Linked DNA regions of Zea mays: regions 2 and 3 are each linked to region 1. Evidence: chromatin contacts called from public Hi-C data. All regions are on one chromosome and are shown on one strand. The core of a region is the stretch at or near the end of the contact, and the rest is flanking DNA. Distances in the headings are between cores, read along the strand shown.

Region 1 (2,982 bases), core at 201-2,700:
GATGAACAGATATGCTTGGCTAAAATGCACATACCCAGAATTGACTAAATAATATGTCAAACAAACATGTTTCCCTTTGGTAGCTTCTGACAATCGTTAGCATCTAAAGAACAAAAAATAAAGGCATCACAGCTTTACTTATTCGGTAAGACCTTTCTCTTTCTTAATATAAATTATACGCAGCTCTGCTGCGTGTTTCGAGAAAAAAAAACTTATTCGGTAAACAATATAAAAGGGATGACACAACTGCAAGGCTCCTATATCAGGAAAACATGCAATGATGCAAATAAATGCAAGGTTCCTAAGTAGGCAGCTTGTTCCTAAGCTCGTAGGGGTAAATATTCATAGTTCGTATCCATTGATTTGCATCTTCACTTCGAGGTTCCAAATCAAACGAGAAATATGGCGCCTATTGTAAACAATTATTGAAGACCATGTTGATGTCAAAAACAACAAGACAATTTACAATTCCAACTTCCCAATGCTATGATGTTTGCCTTTTATTAGCTGTATAAGAAAGATAATAAAAGCTAGATGTAGTAGTATGCTTGGCAAAACACACATATTCAGAGTTTAACTATTAATATCTTTCATGTCAATCAGACATGCCTTCCCTTTGGTAACTTGTGACAACCGTTAGCATTAATAAAGAACAAAAAAGGCATTACAGACCAGGCTCTTTTTTTTTGGAAAACGGTGCATAAGGAACGAAACAACTGGAAGATACCTTCATCATGAAAGCATGCAAGTGAAGCACGGATTCTATGCAGGCAGCTTGTTCTTAAGCTCGTAGAGGTTAATATTTGCAGTTCGTTAACATTTGTTTGCATATATGCTTCGAGATGCAAATCAGACGAGAAATTTGGGACCTATCGTGCACAACTATAGAACAGTCGGCATATAAGGTAGAATTCAGTATTTCAGTCAACCAATCATCAACTAACGACATTGGCAGTACCCAAAAAATGCAGACGCCAGCTATTGAACAATTACAGATCGAGCCAAACTAAATCGGATGGGTCTCACCTCCATCCCACGGCGTGTCATCCGGCCTGCAGAATCGCAACAAACACCAAGAGAAAAAGCACAGTCAGCATTAAAACCCACCAAAAGTATCGCGGCCTCACGCCTCACTAGATCCTTAGGCTAGCTAACCTAACATCACAGAAATAGGCGGGCTGATACCCGAATATGACGGCGTTCCAGAGCATGATATTGTTGTCGTACGGCGCGCCGCTGATGCCGGCGGGCGGGTCCTGCTGCAGGCGCTTGAAGTCCCGCATCAGGCGCTTCCTCGCCGGCGTCGACATCTCCGCCACCAGACCCTAGCTCAGGCCCCGATCTCTCGCCCCGCAGGCCGCAGCGCGTGGTGCGAGGCGAGCTTCGCACACCTCCGCTCCCTGGGTCTCCCACCCTCCTGGTAGGATACGCGAGAGGAGAAGCTTCGGAGCGAGAGGCGAGCAGGTGGGGAGCCGGCCAGCCGGGTGCGAAAAGGAGTCGTGCATAAAACCGACGCGAAGCGCGAGCGGCGTGTGTGGACCGACCCTTCCCCGAGCGGCCGAGGTCGCGTTGCCCCCACGCGCCCCTCGCCCAACGAGTGATCGTGCGTTGCAACGGGAATATATAATACAAAGATAACTTATATATAATACCAAGATAATTTATGTATAAATGTGATATACTGTAAAAAGAAAAGGTTTCGTAATCCGTTTGTGATTTTATCATACATAAATTTTATTATTTTAATCTAACTATTTCACCACTACACATTGCAATGTCGCGATGATATATAAATTATTCGATAGAATGTTAGTGCAAAACGGTACATGAAAACGAACAAGATAATCATCGACCTCAATATCTAAAATATTCTTTTCTAACATCTAATCTCTACTACTATAAAGCATTATCTACCAAAACCTACAGAAATAATTCTAATCATGTGTTGCTAATCGAAGCAAGGAGGGGGGTTGCATGAAAGCCGAAGCACGAGCTGTAAGGCCTACGACAAGGAGCGATGAGGTATACACGTTGCTAATCGAGAACAATGTAAGTGCCTTACTCTCCCGAGAAACTAATCAGCACAGCGGAATTCCTGCCACCGCCTAATCTACTCATGTTAAGCATCTCACTCTGTCAAACTGGAGAGAGCCCATGAACCCTACGACCCACTCTTAAGCATAAGAGCACAATATCATCTGCTCCAAATGGAAGGCCATCCTATCAAGCCATCGTCCTTAGGGTGGACAACATGCGGAACTGCTTCTAGCACCGAGTTCTATCATTTATGCCTGGAATATTGAAGAACATAAACGAAAACAAACTGTAAACAACCCTGCTCGACATACGTAGTTAAAGAAAAAAGGGAAAAGATTATAGGTGATCCTGAAGATATATATGAACACACATTTGGACGGATTCAGAATTCAAGCACGTGCTCTCTAGCAGAATCAACAAGAGCTTTTACGCACCATGGTAGAGGAATCTGCCTCGATCTAGGACAACTTTGGAGATCCCTTTCTCCAGGCAAGATTTGGCGATCACCTCACCAATCTTGTGTCGTTTCCTAGAAGCCATTAGCAAAAAATGTGTCAGAAACATATCATAGCCTACCTACAAGAACACAACTCATCGTGTTATTTTGAATCCAAGAATAACCAAACTTTAACCAACAATATCAATATGAGATGTGCTCACCAGATGAGATGTGCTTGCCGAAAGTAACAACACAGCAAAGGAGAGGAAACGGGGAAAACGAATAAAGATCATTTAAACCGGTGCAGTATATTAAGGCTGCAAAGGGGTAGCCTGCCTACCCTGGTTCTGCCGTTCTGCAATCTTAACCGTCCAATTTGCCTTTATGCAATCTCAACCGTGCGATGGAGCCCCTACCCCATCGCGTCTCTCATCCCTGCCGATCCCTCCTCCCCTTCATCCCATGTCTCCTCCCTGCGCCCTCTCTGACACTGCCATCCATCGCCA
Region 2 (2,982 bases), core at 264-2,763, 170 kb after region 1:
GGAAACAATCAGCCAGAAATTTAGTGAAGTCCTACACGCAATATATAGGATGTCTAATGACGTTATTAAGCCTAGGGACCACCATTTCACTGACATGCATCCTAGGCTACGAGAGGTTCGATTTTGGCCACATTTCAAGGACTGCATAGGAGCAATCGATGGAAGCCACTTTCCCGCGTTTGTGCCTTCGACTGAGCAACCAAAATATATTGGTCGTCATGGTTACGCATAGTAGAATGTCATGGTGGTCTGTGACTTCGATATGAGGTACACTTTTGTTGTGACTAGGTGGCCTGGTTCGGTGCATGACACTAGAGTGCTACAAGATACTTTGATCACGTACGGGGATCGGTTCCCGCATCCTCCAGAAGGTATTGGTATATTTTACAAGACTTAGCATTTGTACTTAATGACGTTATGTATGTCCTTAACCTTTGTGACATTTTGCAGAGAAATGTTATCTTGTAGATTCAGGGTACCCTAACAGGAAGGGATATCTTGCACCTTATAAGGGTCAGAAATACCATATTTCGGAATGACAACATGCGCGGCAACCAGTTGGTGCCAAAGAAGTTTTCAACTATGCCCACTCATCACTGAGGAATGTGATAGAGCGTTTATTTGGGGTGCTGAAGATGAAGTGGAGAATCCTTCTAAATCTGCCATCATTTTCACTTAGTAAACAATCAAAGATAATTATTGCATGCATGGCGTTGCATAACTTCATTCGAGATAGTGCTATACACGATTGCGACTTTGACCAGTTTGTACCTAGCACGACGTATGTTCAGGATGTAGGTATATGTGAGAGTAGTACTAGCACATCAGATGAGTTAGACATGAGTGCATTTAGAGATGAAATTGCTAATGCATTAGTGTCGTAGTTATTTATGTGAACCAATGCATAGTAATGGTGCAGTGGACATATCTGTCTAATTGTAGTCAAGCGTTGTTTATTGTGTCTTTCCCTGTTTCATTTTTTTCACTCTATACTTACAATCTCAGAATCTCCGTATCCAAACAACTAGATTCTAACCATCAGTTTCTTCCCACAGCAGCCGAACCAAACACTTAAACCACATCCAACTTTTTACCACAGCCAGGTTTTCAGAAAAGCTACTCATAAAAAGCTAAACCAAACAAACACATAGCCATAGGATGGATATCTTTGACCTACATAGACATAGTCATAGGTATGCAGGGACAGAGGAAAATTTGTACCAACTAGTAAATATGAGTAGAGTGACACGACATGTTATTTTTCGTCGTGGTATGGAAACGCTACTAAACTAAGGTTATCAGACTTTCTATTCTTATTTTCACTATGATTTATAACGCAAAATAATTAATAACCATAACAATTTATATATAGCCGTTTTTGGTCCACAAAACAACCGGTAGACCCTTCCAAGCTGGCATTGTCCCGTCCCCTGTCGACTTCCTCTCCATTTCATTTCCGTTCCAGGTCTCCTGTTTCCATCCTCTTCCACGGTTCCACTTCCACCCCCATCTCCTCGCCCTCGGCAAGCCCAGCAACCCCAATCCCCAATCCCGTCCGCTTCTTTCCCCGTCCCCGACCTTGCCGAGGAACCTCCCGCTCCCAAATCCTAGCCTCTCCTCCCTCGCCGCTCCCCTCCCCATGGAGGACGAGGACGCCGGCCTCGGCGACGGGGGCGAGGCCTCCCCTCCGCACCATGCCGCGGCGTCGGGCGACCGGGCGCGGGACTTGGCGGCGTCCCCGACCAGCTCGCGCTCCGTGACGCAGACGGTGAACGGGTCCCACCGCTTCGTGATCCAGGGCTACTCGCTCGCCAAGGGCATGGGCGTGGGGAAGCACATCGCCAGCGACACCTTCACCGTCGGCGGCTACCAGTGGGCGATCTACTTTTACCCAGACGGGAAGAACCCCGAGGACAACTCCGGCTACGTCTCGGTCTTCATCGCGCTCGCGTCCGACGGCACCGACGTGCGCGCGCTCTTCGAGCTCACGCTTCTAGACCAGAGTGGCAAGGGCAAGCACAAGGTGCACTCGCACTTTGACCGCTCCCTAGAGTCCGGACCGTACACTCTCAAGTACCGCGGATCCATGTGGTAATGATCTAGGAGTTTTGTCCCCTTCTCTCTTGCCGCCTTAAAGCAGCTTGCATTGAGTAATGAGCTCTGTTTAGGTTTAGAACGAGTGTCTAGTGGCTAGATTGGTTACAGGGTATCTGCCGAATTAGTTTGATTTGAAAGTAGTTGGTGGATGTTGGGTGTTATTTTAGTGATTATTCTACATGATAGTCCATGTTTTTGTTTCGGTGCCTGATTTTAGTTGATTTGGATTGGATGTGTTTGTATTGCTCCAGCCTATTAAGTGGCCTGTGAGTTTTACAACGAACGCTGTCTAACAAAATTGGCGATCTATAGTACCTAGATGTGATTCAGTTGTGCTACAGCTGTGATCACACAGATGCCTGCAATGATGTATTTATTACAGTTTCATTCGGTTGCTTCCCTGTTTGTGTTAATCATTAATATTTCCATTGCTCAACCCATTGAACTGTAACTGCTTGATGTTATCCTGAAATTAAGGCATGTTTGGTTGTATGCCAAGGCGCCATTGCCATATATTTTCTGCCACACTTGTCTAAAGTTAGGCGCTAAAATTCTTCGCCACATCTTAGTATGGCTAAGGAAATTTTAGCACACTTTTAAAAATCATTGACGAGTGGGACCTACACAGTTGAGAAAAATCTTATCAGTTGCCACAGCTGTGGCTACAAACCGAACATATGCCTAAGATGGTCAAACCTGACTAACCTTAAGCCTGCAAATTGTGGCAAGTTAGGCAGCGAACCAAGCAGTCCCTTAGTCATGTTGCATCACTGCATCAATCAAAATCCATTTTGGAGTGGCATTTGTTTGAATTCATGTGACCAGAGGTATTAATAAAATTAATGTTCCCATGAAGAAACAGTACCATGTTTCTGACAGACCTAC
Region 3 (2,982 bases), core at 256-2,755, 130 kb after region 1:
TACCCAACACTATGTGCCAACTATTTTGCCTTTGATTGCCCCTTTAGCTGGTTTGTTAAGAGCCATTCGAACCAACTGTAGGCAACTATAACATCTTTTCTTCGATTTCTAATTTAGATGATAATAAATAATAGAAAAAATATTCCACAACTATGGTCGTGTTTGGAATACATAGACCTAATAGTTAGTCAGCTAATAAATTATTAGATGGTTCAACCAACTAATAAACTAATTGTTAGTTGTGAGTTAGCTAACAATTAGCTAGAGTATTAGCTAGAGGTGTTTGAAAACTCTAAAACTAATTTTAGCAACTAATTATTAGATTTAGAGGTTATAAACATGATCTAAGGATAAGAATACTTCTAACAAAATAAAATGTTATAAACATAATGCACCATGGTATATTGTAGTCACACTGAATAGTAGCCAGACGAAATCCAAACACCATGGGCTTCCTCTAAGGCCCCTTTGGCAAGCTATGGATCCTCTGAAAACAACTTCGTCTCTGAGTCCTCTGGCTACTTGGCTTCTCTAAAGGAGTCACAACCGTTTTTCAATTTGTTTGGCAAAACCGATTCTCTTATATTTATTTCAAATGGTGTATAAGGAAATATATTAGTCGATAGAAAACAAGTTTTTAGTGCTTCGGCTCCCAACAAGAAAACAACTCTAACTCTTGGAGGGCTCTTAATGAGAAACCATTTTTAACTGTTTGGTAGTGTTCCATGACGAGTTAGAGATAGAGTAATGCTAAAGAGACCCTAAATCGATTTCCCATTCAAATTTTCTGGATTGATGGTTTGAGGTTGCTCTCGCTGCAGACTAGAACCTAAACCCAAAAGGCATGCATGAGTCCTTGGCCAGGCCGACAAAGAGCCCGCTACATCCCACAATCTTGCTAACCACTACAAATGTAGAACTGTGGGAGCTAGTTTGGGAGCCACAAAGTCAAAGAGAAGGTTAGGACTGGTTTAAAAAACTCCATTTTTCCGAGAGATTTCTATTTTCGTAAGGAAAAATGGACTAATTTCTCTTGGGCCTGTTTGTTTCGTTGGAATTGAATTTCATTCTAATAATCATAATTTATACACAAACTATAAGTTAATATATTTATATAATATATTTATATATTATTCTAAATTATATGAGAGAAATAGTTATACATTATACTTATGTTATTTAGAAGCAAATAGAGGAGTATGTTATAAATTGTACATTAGAAAAGTAGAATGTAAATCTATAGAATTAATTTTTATCTCTCATTATATAAATTTAAGATAAACTTACATATAAACTTTGAAAAATTGTAAAATATAAATTCTTTAGAAAAATGAGATTCCAAACTAGCATTTGGTCCCTAAAATATTCTTAGGTTTTCTTGCTCCAAACTAGACGGGAAGTAGATTCCCCACCCTGCGTTGGACACTTCGACTTTGGACGCTGGAAAGTGGAAAGCATCGCCGGCTCGCCGCCAAACTCGCTGCCACGTCGGTCCGAACCAAATCCAGCACCTCTCTCCCCTCCCCCTTCCTCCCGTCCCCCGTCGACAGTCGCATCGCACCCTATCCTCCCCAGTCCCCACCAGTCCACCACCCTCTCCCCGCCTCCCGCTGCGACCACCGCACCGGCGAACTTGGAGGGCCGCTCGGCGCTGCACACCAAGCCGGGGATGGCCGCCGCGCTTGCGAGCTCGCCGCTTGTTCACCTAACTACCTCCCGCCTCCGCCTCCCCAGGCCCCAGGCCTCCGCTTCTAGTTCGGGTCCAGTCTGCTCGATCGGCGTGTGCTTGGGATGGAGGCTGAAGGTCGGGTGGAGGGCCCTGAGGCGGCGCGACCGGCTTCGATGCTTCTCCACCGACGGGGGCGGCGGGGAGGAGGGGGAAAAGCGTGGCGAGGAGGAGACATCGGCAACGGCGGCGGCATCCCCGGCCTCGGTTCCAGCGGAGACACAGGTGGGCGCTGGGGAGGAGCTGGCGTCCGAGCGGAGTCGGTCAGGGAGCTTTTCTTCCTCATCCTCGTCGTCCGGGGTAACAACCAAATGCACAATGGATCAACCTTTGCATTGCTTGCGTTGGAGTAATATTCACTTACACAGGGTTTGCTTGTTATTTTGTTTCTGGTGGGAGGCATTGTTCATTTCGATGGGCCGGGTAGCTGTGGGCGTTGGGTTAATTGTGAACGAATTGTAGAGAGTTTTGTGTGGGTGTGGCCGTGTAGGTGTAGCTTTGTATTGAGCTCAGTAGTATGCCTTGAGTCTTGACCATTCACTGGCCAGAGCTTTTCTGGAATGAGAGGATTTTACACAATTAGAGACGCATGGGCTAACTTTTTGTTCATCTGTTCATTGTTGATTTTCAGATTGAATTCACGTATATACTGTGTGTACTAGCTGCTGGTAAGCTGTATATTAGAGATCGAGTAAATAATAATAGTACGGTTATATAGGGTACGCTTGAATTATTACCTGTCGTCTGTAGAAGCCCAACCTCATTTTGGTCGTTGACCATGGGCAAGGATATCATTTGGATGGCAGCAAGAGATTTATTTAGCTTGGCCTGGTTCCAGTGCCCATGCCGCAGTCCTTTTTTTAGCCCAAGTATGGCCGTCCTCCACCAATTTTTGGCTAGCCAATGGTTTGACATGGCTTGCACGCTGCAGCATCCAATCGTACCCATAACACGTGACATTCCAGACATAGTTAATCCAAGTTAACCTCTGGTGATGTAAATATGTTTGCCCAAACTGAGTCGCTAGGTGCATACTTGTGCACAGGCACCATCCTTCATAGGGTTGGTCTTGAGTTAATTTTGAGCCCTAGTATGCTGCTGGAGTTCAATGCATCCTTGCAATTTCAATGGCCTGTTGTTTTCACTTGATATTGCATGTTTAACATTCAATTTTGACATATGGGTGGGAAGGTACCACAGTGTGCTTGTTCTCATGGTTAGTGATCACAGTAAAGTGCTAGTGTATCTAGTGAAAA

The links. Hi-C and Micro-C count contacts between places; a contact is called where the count stands out from the background.
Region 2: a contact with region 1 is called in a Hi-C map of root tip, with 3 times the contacts expected there. The contact joins the promoter of LOC100273191 here to the promoter of LOC100192052 in region 1. A contact is called at or near these places in 7 of 25 Hi-C or Micro-C datasets (ear, endosperm, leaf and 2 more) and 1 of 3 datasets of contacts at active chromatin or transcription factors (seedling).
Region 3: a Hi-C map of ear shows a contact between it and region 1, with 3 times the contacts expected there. The contact joins the promoter of LOC100192539 here to the promoter of LOC100192052 in region 1. A contact is called at or near these places in 10 of 25 Hi-C or Micro-C datasets (bundle sheath, ear, endosperm and 3 more) and 2 of 3 datasets of contacts at active chromatin or transcription factors (leaf and seedling).

The regions. Positions count from the first base shown.
Region 1 is chr1:293,660,325-293,663,306 of Zm-B73-REFERENCE-NAM-5.0, reverse strand. It overlaps LOC100192052 (Ubiquitin-conjugating enzyme E2 2), which reads right to left and starts at 1,450. Exons shown (of 5, transcript NM_001137475.2): 1 at 1,186-1,450; 2 at 1,027-1,052. The coding sequence starts at 1,310.
Region 2 is chr1:293,493,718-293,496,699 of Zm-B73-REFERENCE-NAM-5.0, reverse strand. It overlaps LOC100273191, which reads left to right and starts at 1,513. Exons shown (of 5, transcript NM_001147635.1): 1 at 1,513-2,091. The coding sequence starts at 1,640.
Region 3 is chr1:293,526,329-293,529,310 of Zm-B73-REFERENCE-NAM-5.0, reverse strand. It overlaps LOC100192539 (putative zinc metalloprotease EGY1 chloroplastic), which reads left to right and starts at 1,505. Exons shown (of 10, transcript NM_001137758.1): 1 at 1,505-2,026. The coding sequence starts at 1,670.